Linked DNA regions of Zea mays: region 2 is linked to region 1. The links are chromatin contacts, called in public Hi-C maps. All regions are on one chromosome and are shown on one strand. Each heading gives the region's core, a stretch centred on a gene start, on an enhancer-like site or on the middle of the called end of the contact. The rest is flanking DNA. Distances are from core to core; before and after follow the strand shown.

Region 1 (6,784 bases), core at 2,127-4,626:
GGCACGCTTAATCACTTACTCAATACAGCTTACACACAGTGGAGGTAGGGTATTACGCTCCGGTGGCCTGAACCACTCTAATCTCTCGTGTCCTCGTGTGTTCATCGACCATCCACCAGACAGGCAAACCACTAAGGCCCCTCCTCATCTTAGGATTAGGGCGGGTGCGTTCCGCCACACGGCCGGAGGATTTTCTCTCCGACAACAGTGATGAACATATGTGAGCTCACTCTTGTTGTACTCACATTCCCCCTAGGTCAAGGACATGTACTACAAGATGAGGGGCATGAAGGATGTTGCGATGAATTCCTGGAAGTTCTAGGCCGTCGTCTCCCAGTCAACTATGGTTGCTAGATCGTTGTCTTCGTATGATGTATTTATTTAACTATTTTGTACAGATCTCCATTATATATTAAAGATGTGACATTCATTTCTGTACCATGAGTCATCATATGTGTGATACTTCATCCTAGCACACATTTGACACACACCCGGGTTTGGCCCCCCTAAATCTGGGTGTGACACCTATCCACAAAACTGACCCCATTCACCCTTCATTTGCCTCGCCAACAACCCTAATTAGGTTGCTAGTTTAGGTTTTTATTGGTCAGTTTCATCATCACCATCCACTATCATTTTACAAACTCAATCTCGATAAACCAATCCAATCACCCAAACCGACCATACCCACATAACCAACCCCACCCTTCCAGCGTCTCACCAAAAACCCTGATTCGGAGTCCAAACTTAAAACGTCCATAACTTTCGCCTCAGAACTCGAATCGGGCCCATTTTTTCAAATTGCACAGAATTAACTTTCGCATCCGATTCTTTCCTATTTCTTTGGATTCGTCGTTTTTAAAATCACCAAATTCGGCTTGGAAGTACGAGATCTCATTTTTCGAACATTTATTCCAATTTTAGGGCAAACTTGCAGAAATTCCAGAGGACGCGTCTTTGCACAAAAAATATGAAACTTGGTGTGTTCCTTATGTGCTTCTATAAAAGGGGAAAATAATAAAAAATATTTGAAAAAATAAAAATCACAAAAAAATAACGATAGAGCAAAAATTAGGGAAAAAAGAAAAAGTGTAGCACATAAGCAAAAAGGGAAAAAAGAAAAAGTGTAGCACATAAGCAAAAATGCCTTTGATCTGTGCACCTCTCTATTTGTTTTGCTCCCAACTTATTTCCTTGTTGTACCTAGACCCTTCCTACCACCTTTGGGTGCCTTGGTCCAACTGTTCTAATACATTTTAGGCCAGCAACTAGGACGAGTACTTGGAACACTTATTCAACACTGCTCTCTGTTACTGACTTGTGTGCCACATATATTTATTTAGTGGGCCTTCCGAAAGCTCCACCTTTTCTCTCGAGCAGAACAGGCAATCCTTTGCAATCACACCCACGGTCTTTGGGCAGTCACACCGGCCACCGTTTGCCACCTGTAGTGATGGTAAGAACCTTGTAAGAGCAGGGTAAGACGCTTTCATAACTTGTGTTCCACCACCACACCTGAGAGTAGAATTGTGGGGTTCATATTGTTTGTTTGTTGCCTTTTGTCTCTGTTTTGTACTAACAATGACAATACCAAAGAATATGCATCGACATGTTGGAGGCTCGTCCCCCACCACAAGCTCCATCTGCTGGTGATGTAGTGATGTCTCCTGTGGAGGAGGAGGACAACGATGATGTTGATGCACCGCTACGACGACCCCTCGCACGTAATCGATAAGGTACGAGAGGTAATAGTAGACGTCGTCATCATAATCCTAAATTAGACAATGATCCATATGCTAAGATTAAGTTCTCTATTCGTTCGTTCATTGGTTCTTATGATGTTGAAGCCTATTTAGACTGGGAGATGAAGGTATAACAAAAATTTAATTCCCATCTTGTTTCTGAACGAAATAGGGTTAACAAACCACTAGTGAGTTTAAAAATTTTGCTATCATTTGGTGGAATGAACTTGTTAACGCACGTGCTGCACCACAAACATGGAATGTGTTAAAAATAGGAGATGTGACTCGCTTTGTTTCTCCTTCTTATAGATGTGATCTTCGAAAAATATTGCAACACTTAGATCAGGGAGACATGTATGTGCAGGAATACTACCAAGAACTTCAGAAAGGTATGTTGTGAGGTGGGGTAGTTGAGGATCCGAAGGACCAAATCGTTAGGTTCTATGAGGGATTGAGGTAGGAGATTCATGATATTTTTGATTACAAAGAGTATCATTTCATAAACGCTTGTTCCACCTTTCGATGCTTGCCGCAGGCATGCCCACGGATGAGAACTTGCCTACGCAGGACCTAGAGGCCCATCAGCTATACCATGTGTTTTTTCTGTGCTCCGCCATGGGATACTACCAGGTTACCCGGGCAGAGGCCCATCAGCTATTTTGTGATGATATTGCGATAGAACCAAAACCCCGTCAAACCTAAATATGAGGGTACTATCCTGTCAAACGATGACGGCAGGTATAAATAACAACCTGGTAATTATATATATATATATATATATATATATATTAATTATAGATATTAATAATTGATTTCTTGCCAATCAGTACTCCTTATCCGTAAAGCAAATCAATACCTAAAGTTGTTTTAAATTATTTTTAAAGTTTGATTGAATTCATGAAAAGTGCAAGATCTATGGCACCAAATTACCACTATAGACACACCATAAAATATAAATTCATAATGTGTTTATTTGGATCATAAGTATTTGGATTATTTTTGTATAAACTTTGTGGAACGAAAAAGTTCAATTTGTATGGAAAGAAAATATGTATTAAAAGTCGTGAATAGGTAGACTTATCCCCTAGAGACCACTCATTTAAACAAACACTGAGCCATTAAAAAAACCAGGTAAAGCCTACGGCCGGTACTAGCACAACTGTGTCCTGCGTTGGGATGTTATCGGAAGGAGGGATCAGTGTGTGTGCACGGAGCAAAATGGTCAGAGCCAGCAGTACTACTGCTGCGGAGACTTCTCTAGAGCAAAAGCAGTGTAGGGTCGTGCCTACCCGGTGGCGTGGCCAGGTGGATAGGATAGGCTGTAAAAACTGATGCACATGCAGGGAGGTGGCAGCCGTGCTTCATCCGCGCCTCTCTCTCCTCTCTCTCTCTCTGGGTCAAATGAGCAGTTAGTTAAACGCAACCACCCTGGCAACGGGGGACGAGAAACAAATGCAGAGCGGTTGCTCTGCTGTCTTCTCTTCGGCTGGAGGGTGTGCAAATGAACGACGCGGTTCCGTTAGCGGTGGGCGTTTGGTGGAACCACCTCTGAATTCTCACCCCCCGTGGGCCGTGGTCGTCCATCCCGCGGGCGCGGCCACGGGAACGAGGCGGACGGACGGGGCTCGCACGACAACCAACACACGACACGACACAACACAAGCGAGAGGAGAAAAGAAGAGCGAGCGCGGAAAGGAGGCCACGGGGCGGGCGGTCGGGCGGTAGTACCCAAGCACAACCAGCCCATCCGCGTCTCGCTCGCCTTCTCTCTCTCACACACACACACGGGCGAGTGGCGACGGCCTCTCAGCCCAGTTGCCCCCCTTTTCCGGTTCGGTTGGTTGGCTCGGCTGCGTTTTCCCCAAAACGCCCCCCCTGTTCTTGTCCATGTCGTTCGTCTTCGGTTGCTCCAACCGAACCTCCCTCCTCCCCACCCCCCATAAAAGTAACCACCACCCGCGTCTCCCCCGTTCCGTCCCGTCCCGTCCCGTTTACTCCACCCCTCATCTCTCCTTCCGCCTCCTCCCCCTTCCCCCCGCGGGTGGTCGCCGGCCACCGCCGGTGGGGCCCACTGCCCGGTGCTCCCATTGCTGGCCTGGCCCTCCCCACCGCCTCTGTCCGGCCGGCGTCGCGCGCGAAACCAACCGACCCCAAGGAGAGAGAGGGAGAGTGAGAGGAACAGGAGGAGACCGCCTGCCTCGGATCCCCGGCCTCTCCCGCGCGCCGGGGGGACCTCCGGAGGTGAATGTGGGACCTGTGCCGCCGGGGATTTCTCTAGAGGCTTCTCCGACCCACCGCCCTGCGACGCGAACGCGACATGGTGAATCCTCCCCCCCTCCTGTAGATCTGCGTCAATTTCCTCCTCCACTCGCGCGCTTTTTCCTCCAGTCGCCGCGGCAATTAATCACCACCAACACTACTACTAGTAGTATCGTATCGCCTGGTTAGTGGTTACTGTTTGATTCCTCGTCCCCCCGTCTTCCTCTGTTTTCGCCTGTTTTAACGCCAAAAACCAAACGGAATTAGATTCTCTTATATCTAGATTTCATTAATTGATTAACGGCCCAACCCGTGGATTTTGCTTCCAATTGCAACAATTCGGCAGAAAACCTCCCTAGACAGCCGTGGATTGCTTCTTGTACGTGCCAGCTTTTTCCTACCCAACTCGTTAATTTCGTCAGTTTGCCGCCTCCTGATGAATTTCTGCTCCGTCAATGCAGGAAAAGTAGGAGTCCTTTTTTTATCCGTCAGGGAAAACTCGTCAAATCCGGTCCCTATTAGGAATTAGGGCCACGTTCCCCCTCTCCCATACGGCTATTGGTTTTCACCGCTAGGGTGCTTGTTTTCGCCTCGTTTTCGTTTTGTGCTGGTAGTATATATGAGGTTGCAGAGATACTCCTGCCGAACCGCTAGTACAAGTCAAGTTACGGTTCGTTGTCCGATTCTTGACGTGTGAGCGTTTTTGTGCGCCACCTCCACCGCCCTTTTTCCACAAATTCCTTCTCCTTCGGCTTCACCACCATGGTCGTCACGCATGTGCGTAATTGCCTACTTTGACCGCGTCTGCGGTCTGCTAGGAAGATTTCTCTTCTTTTCTTTCTTCGCGGAGTAGGGGTACACGCCATTTTTTATGCGTTCTCATTACGCTGATACCTCTTAGTTCTAGTTCCGAGGAAAGTTTAGTTGATGACTTAATCATGTTTTATTTGTTACTGCTATTATCGCTAAGCATCTTGCACTGTTATGGATAATTGATTGATTATACAAGCTAGAGCGCGTGGCTGCTAAAAATCATATTGCAAACTGATTGTGACTATGGGCGTGGTAGGGAAACAACCCCAGGAATATCAACGTGCCGTGTTTGGTTTCGGTACCTACAGCTTTCTTGACTTGGTTGCCGAGTTACTGCTCTTTTGGTACTACATAAGACCAATCTGTGGTATCCAAACAATTGGTGCTGTTTCAGTCTGCTGTCTCTGTTGGTCAATGTCTACTTGTAATACCGAACTGCAGTAAATGATAGTTTTGTTTGACTGCAAAATTGACTAGTTTACCTACGCCTTAGGTGGAGGGTAGGAGCTATCTCCCTGCAGAGGTCAGGAACGGCCTCGAGACCCTGAAGCGGAGGAGGCTCGAGAGAGTGCGTTTGAGTGCTCAGAACGAAGCTGGCGACAATCCTGCTGTGGCTGCGAGAAGTGGCGGTGATGCCTTGCGGAGCCCCGCTAACTGTGGAGTCAGATTGCATTCCAACAACAGTACAGGTTTACCTGGAAATGTCCATGACAAGAGTCCTTTTGCAAAGCGCAAGGTGGAGAAGTTTGATATGTCCAACCTTGAGTGGATAGACAAGATTCCAGAGTGCCCTGTGTATTGTCCCACCAAGGAGGAATTTGAGGATCCCATTGCATATATACAGAAGATTTCACCTGAGGCTGCTAAATATGGTACAGTTGCTTTATTTAGCAAAATATGTATATGATCATTTTTCACTCATTGGTCCAATGGTCTTGCTAGACATTTTGAATAACTATGACTGTTACTTATATTTCAGGTATTTGTAAAATCGTCTCTCCTGTATGTGCGTCTGTTCCTGCCGGTGTTGTGCTGATGAAGGAACATCCCAATTTTAAGTTCATGACTAGAGTTCAGCCCCTTCGACTCGCTGAATGGGCTGAGGATGATACAGTCACTTTCTTCATGAGTGGAAGGTATGCCCACTGTTTGTCTATTTTCATTATTGCTTTAGCTCATGTTCTGAACTTCATCATTTTTGGCATGACTCTGCAGAAAGTACACCTTCCGGGACTATGAGAAAATGGCGAACAAAGTGTTCTCTAAGAAATATTCCAGCTCTAGTTGTCTCCCAGCTAGGTATGTGGAGGAGGAGTTCTGGCGTGAAATTGCTTTTGGCAAAATGGATTTCGTAGAATATGCTTGTGACGTTGATGGGAGTGCCTTCTCTTCATCTCCTCATGATCAACTTGGGAAAAGCAACTGGAACCTCAAGGTGAATATTCTTTCTTTGATCGGCCATGCATGTGTGGTTGTGTATTGTATTTACTACATGGCCATTATTGATGTTCTTTTGCATGTCTGTAGAATTTTTCATGGCTCCCCAATTCTGTTCTAAGACTTCTTCAGACGCCAATTCCAGTAAGTAACATAATTCTATTAGTTCTGTACATTCTGTACATGTCATGGTTGTTAACAATTCTGGTCTGAAAACAGGGAGTGACAGATCCAATGCTTTATATTGGGATGCTCTTCAGCATGTTTGCGTGGCACGTGGAAGACCATTACTTGTACAGGTAAAAATCTTGAGTCTTATGAGAATGGTTAGCTACTTATCTTTTTAAGGTTGTTGATGCTGATTTTGATAATTTGACCAGCATCAATTACCATCACTGTGGGGCATTTAAAACATGGTATGGGATACCAGGCGATGCGGCTCCTGGGTTTGAAAGGGTTGCTAGCCAGTACGTATATAACAAGGACATTTTGATTGGTGATGGAGAGGATGCAGCATTTGATGTCCTACTAGG
Region 2 (6,026 bases), core at 2,176-4,675, 920 kb after region 1:
TGGTTTGATTGGGTCAAATAGTTCACTGATAACTTAACAGTGTATAGTCAAAGAACGGCCTTACTATGTTTTCACTAATCCATGGATTGGTTTTTTCAAGAAGCAAGGCGATAATTGCTGGATCTGCTTCTGTCTGATGGTTGGACATCAAAACAACATTGTGGCCCTGTGATGACGTACTTCAGTACTATTTTGCATAAGGACTTTTGGAATTATTGATTGTAAGAATAGGTGTATCAGGAAAAGTACTGCGACAACATCATTTCCGACGTAAGATGTGTACTAATATGGGAATTATGGGCCATGATGTCATTATAATTCATAAGAAAGGAGTATTTGCAATTTCAATGTTCCAATAGATATCTCTAAGCAATTCTCAAAATGAGAAACAAATTATCAGTTCCTTTTCGTTCCTTACAAAGTGATATACATTCTATTTTCATTAAAAATGTTGATGTGATGACATTGGGCATCAATACAGAATACACAATGATGGTTTACACGTTACTCTTCTTCTGAAAAGACCTTGACAGTTTGAATTCACAGTACCATTGTAAGATTTAGTGCTGAAAAATAATGTAGTGACAATTACTGAATGTAACGTGAACCATAGATAGGATAAGATGAATTGACCTGGTGGAGCTTCTCTTCCATGTCATGGAAAAGGGAAATGTTGCCAACATAGGAGTTCCTGAGCAGATGAAATGAGGTTAGCAGAAGATAAGGGAACTATTAAAGTTTCCTGGCATGCTTTGGTAGTAAATAAACCAAAATATGTTAGCAATTAGCCCTATAACTGTTGATAGTGGAGATTGATGAAATGCTCTTGCAAAAAAAAATGTGCAAGGAGAAAAAACTTGTGAATTTTGGTGGGTTGCGGATTACACATGACCAGTCCCATCCGTAACAATTAACAAGCCGGATGCTCTTTTTTATTTCTCCTTGATTTTTTTTTGTGCAAGGTCAAATTTTGCATGCACATAGATGAACTGTATTTTCTATTCATCAATATTTTTTGTTAAAATTTTCTATGCACAATTAGAGATCCATACTTTTTCTTGGAGCATCTAAGATGATTTTTTGTTAATCAAAGATTCCACTCTCACTACACTAATAATTAAATAAGTAAACAAGTGACTGAAGCAAGACGATGTTGATAAATGAGGCATGGCTTCCAGAGATGCAAACGAAGGTTACACTATAGATTAAGCAGATATTATCTCCTTCATGATATTAGACTCGACAAAATGTAAACCTCAACAGTCAACAACATGCTGGAAATATCTGAACGAAGCATTTGTTTTATTTGGAAATTAGCATTCTGTCATTGTGCTACAAACTACAATAAGTTTGCATGCCATGAAAACAAAGGAGCCTACTCTATGCTTCCAGATAATTAATTCGTGGCAAATGAGAACAACAATGGTGAGTGAAGCTGGTAAGGCATGCTATCCACCCCAGTCAAAAGAAATAACTTCCAAAAGCACAGCAAAATTTGTGAATTATTTGAAATTAATATGTTATCATATCAGATTTTGTATTACCTGAAATCTACCAGAGGCCTAATGTAGTTCTGACCAAACATGTAATAGTCAAATGGTTCCCGCACAGCTTTGTGATACGGTGGAAAGGTAAATGGATTCTGCAAAAGGATGGAGGCCGTCTTAGAAAATAAATAAAATTATGAGAGCAAATTGTGATGGAAATCAGAGTAGACGGTGAAACCTGTACATCCAGTAGAACACGATCAAACAAAGCTGTCATATTTGAAAGCATGATCTCATATGCATTAGGATCACCATTTTGCAGGACCTAACAAAGCAAAACATTCGCATGACATGAAGCATAACAAGAAGATGATAGCCCGTTAAAAATACTGCAAAGATCAGCCCAGCAGTTCTTACTGCATTCCTGTAATTATAATACAGCTCCTCCAAGTTAATGGCAACATCTGCAGGAAGTTTTCCATTATCCCGTTCCTTTCTTATGTGCAAAATGAGCTCTGCACAACGTGTAAATAGGAAAAAGAAGGAAGTCGTCAGTTTGTCTGCATACTAGATTATTATATATTAAGGGCATGTACAACTCTGACATTGTTGCACGGTACTCCAAATATAAGATACAGCTAAAACACAATATCATACAGTGGACGTGTCTAAAACATGTGTCTTACCATATTCATTGTACAAATCAGAGCATTCAATAAATTAAATTGACTAATCAGCTAGTCTCATGTCTCGAGCATAGAGCTAAGACGTGTCTTCGTCAAGATACGTGTCTTGAGCTTTTTACATTTACCCACTTAGACACACTCGAAGACACAGCTCGAAACACCCATTGTACATGCCCTAATGTGGCATGTCAGCATGTGAAATTACTAGGTTGGTTCCATGCGACTACGCAAGCAATTTGGCATAAGGGCATGTACAACCCACATAAATGATACGTATCTTGAGAAGTATTAAAGATTTAAAGGGGTAAGTGCAAAAAAACACAATAGACATATCTTGGTGAAGGAATGTCCCTAGCATGGTTCTCAAAGTCTAGATACGGTTTCACACATACAACTCACATAAATAAACCGTATATTAAGGAGTTTTAGTGAATAAAATACAAGACTTAGATACATTGGTTTATACGAAGGAATTTCTTAGATGTATCTAGTACTTGGAGAACTACAACATAGTATCTAGGTTGTACGACTACTTTGGCTGGGCAGCTGTGCCTTCATTGCTAGAGTAGAGACACCAGTAGTGGCAGCGGATAGTGACGCAAATGCAGTTATAGTGCGTAACGATCCAAAAGAGATATGGGCAATATAAGCGCAAGGCGGACTGCATTTGGAAGCAGCAGCAGCAACCAAACCTTCCTCGTCGAGCAGCGACAAGGGTCCCACCACCTCCTCGGCACCCATATAGGAGGCGAGCACAGCGCCCTTGGCCGGGACCCGCGGGCCCCGTCCCCCTCCGGTAGCCCTCCACGCGGCCTTGGCTTCCAGCCGGAGTGCCCCGCGGCGGAACCATAGCAGCCTCGCCGGCGCAGCAACGATGGCGGGCCGCAGCGAGGCCAACCAGGGCGACAGCGAGGAGGCAGCGGAAGCGGGGCAGGCGCCCCCTGCGAACGCGACCAGCGGCGGAGCGTGCATGGGGTCTGGGGGGGGGGGGGGGGGGGGCGGCGAAGAAAGGTTCTAGAAACCTAATAATCCGAAAACCCTAGTGGGAATGGCGGCCTGGGAAATAGCGCATGAGTTCAGCTGAGGCGGAAGCCGGACGGAGAGGGCGAAGAAGGCGTCGACAGTCGACACGAGAAGCCTCGGCCCGCTCACCCCTGCTAGCAGCATATTTTCCTCGATTTTTCTGTTTAGTTTTTCTCCTCAGAAATTTAAAATAGGGCCTTTTGTGTGTGGTTAGGATTTGTCGAGGAAAATTATTGGATGACACGGCACCTTTCTATTCCCTTATTTTGGCACATACGGCATTGTGTTAGGGCATGGCTGAGCCCGTAGAACGGTTTCTAAATAAAAGATAAAATAAAATAAGAGAAACAACTAAGAGACTGTATAATACAACTTTGAGTTTTTAGATAATAAATTAGACGAGTGACCGTGTGTTACAACGGGAACATATAATGTCACAATAACTTATAACTTATATACAATAACTTTAATATCTTATAAAATCGTTAACAACAACCAACACAAAACTAAACTAATACAAAGATCAAATTCACTTTAAAGTTTCATACAATTTAGTGTGCAAGTAATAGCACATAAGCCCTTAAAAGATACACAAACTTTTTCGTGGTCCATTAGGTTATGATATCCCTTTTCCATCCTTTCTATCCCATGAATTAAACGCCACCACATTATTGTCACATTTAAATCTTTTCACACTATATCCCTGTGTCTGTATTGTCACTCTTTCTACCTTGGTCTGTTCTATGAACAAAAATATTGGCTGTTTTTTTTTTTGCTTGAGGCCATCTCTGACATGGTCATGAACAGATCCAGTCTCGGTTATATGATTTATTCTTGTTTCGCTCTTTGCAGAAATTTTTCGTTTAGAACGTCATCCAATTGTAGAGTTTGCACTTGATGATTTTAAAAAGGTGAGGTTTCAGAAGATTTGAATGGAACGGCATCACAAGTCAGCAGCAGAAACTGCAGAACTTCAGCAGACCCCTTCAGGGAATCAACCTGCAAGTGAAGGTCATAATGCATTTCTTGTTAGGTATGTGCCACGAGAGTTAAAAATTAATATAAAACATAGATACGGAACGATAAATATTACTATAATAAATAAAATATGTGTGACAAAATATCACTATAACACTAATATTATATTAACGATATAAATATGTCGACTCCAATAGAATGAACTGATGTCGAACAAATATTATAATATTGTATAAATTATTTCTAAAGAATCAATATAGAATTCTGAATGATAGACAAATATATCGATATTCTCATACACAAATCTAATATTATTTCTAAAAAATCAATATAGAATTCTCATAACTTAACAGATCGATCAACTGCTGCGAGTGGGACCACCTCCGGTGCAACGAGGCACGAGCGTGTGAACGTCTTCATTGATGGCGCAGACAGCTTGCGTGGTTAGATCCCGTCAGCGGTGGGTAGGCTCACGAAGCTCATGTTGATGACCCCGTTCCAGCTACTGGGGCTCACGGGCTCCATCCCGGACTACCTCACTGTATTGTCCAACTTGCAGTTCCTCACCATCTCTCACACTAACGAGTCCAGTAGCATCTCGGAGTCCCTGACATGGCTGTAGAGAGGCGACGATGCGACGGGGGTAGGGCTGGTTGAGGTCGGCGCCGAGGCCGAAAGGCGAGGACGAGGGCGGGGGCATGACCTGGCCTATGGGCGCCTCCCTTCGCCTATGGACGCCTCCCTTCGCTCTTAATAGTAGAGACTAGGTAAGTGCCCGTACGTTGCAACGGGAACATATAATATCATGATAACTTATGTACAAATGTGTGTTATACTGTTATGCGAAAAGATTTTGTAATCCATTTGTGATCCTAGCCATACATAAATTTTGGTATAGTACAATGATCAAGTCTTACGATGGAACATAAATTATTTGTTGAAATACTAACGCACAACTATTACATGAAAACGAACAATACATATATTATCATCGACTTTAGTATCTCACAAAAACTTTACCAACAATCAATATAGAACTATACTGATACAAAGGTCAAATTTAAAGTTTCATTCAATTTGCTTGTGCGTTTGGCGAGAAATCTCCTGGCCCCCACTTGATCCTCCCGCTCGATAATGTTGCGCACACGTTCCACGGCTCTGGCGAACCTTCACTGTTTCCCACCATAAGTAGTACGACGGTGGGGCATGAGTCCAGATGCAACGTCTCTCTCTCCTTTGCTGGCTCAATGGTGGCTTCTTTGCTCTCGGCGGCAGCAGCACTAACGATAATGGCACAGGGAGGGGGCCGACGATGCCCACATATATATACATGAGGAAGGTTGGATGGGAGGAGAGGAGGGATCGAATCCTCCCAAGATTCATGCAACAGAATAACAGAATCTGTTGGGTACAAAGCTTATGGTGGTCTAGTCCCACCGACGTGACTGACGACCGTGTTTTATGTTACTCTTCACCGTTGCAGGGAACCTTTTGCAAATTCATACTTGGTTAAGCTATACTCATACACTCTTTTTTTACTTCCATACAAAAATAGTTCACAAGATGATGTCTATTGAGGACATTGTTCTTCATATTCAAGTGTTTTCTGAAACTAAATGTACACGATGAAATCAGCACTGGTAACTGAAGAAAAATCACAGGTATGCCAGGTGATGCTATTGTCTAATCGATCAGCAAGAGAGTACGCTTAACTGTAGGTTGTAGCGCTAGACCATAAGCTATATGATCAAGATGTACTGCATCTGCAAGCATCCGTAGGCATACAAAACTCACCATCACCACTGCTGCGTTGTCCATGCCACACAAAACTCACCATCACCACTGCCACACA

The links. Hi-C and Micro-C count contacts between places; a contact is called where the count stands out from the background.
Region 2: a Hi-C map of ear shows a contact between it and region 1, with 1.9 times the contacts expected there. The contact joins the promoter of LOC103637735 here to the promoter of LOC103637730 in region 1. A contact is called at or near these places in 2 of 25 Hi-C or Micro-C datasets (ear and tassel).

The regions. Positions count from the first base shown.
Region 1 is chr1:105,257,797-105,264,580 of Zm-B73-REFERENCE-NAM-5.0, forward strand. It overlaps LOC103637730 (lysine-specific demethylase JMJ706), which reads left to right and starts at 3,377. Exons shown (of 11, transcript XM_020546447.3): 1 at 3,377-4,062; 2 at 5,308-5,686; 3 at 5,794-5,950; 4 at 6,030-6,249; 5 at 6,342-6,395; 6 at 6,471-6,550; 7 at 6,632-6,784. The coding sequence starts at 4,060.
Region 2 is chr1:106,173,669-106,179,694 of Zm-B73-REFERENCE-NAM-5.0, forward strand. LOC103637735 (glycerol-3-phosphate acyltransferase, chloroplastic) reads right to left here and starts at 3,426. Exons shown (of 14, transcript XM_008660557.4): 1 at 2,866-3,426; 2 at 1,905-2,002; 3 at 1,726-1,812; 4 at 1,545-1,642; 5 at 634-691; 6 at 65-166. The coding sequence starts at 3,145.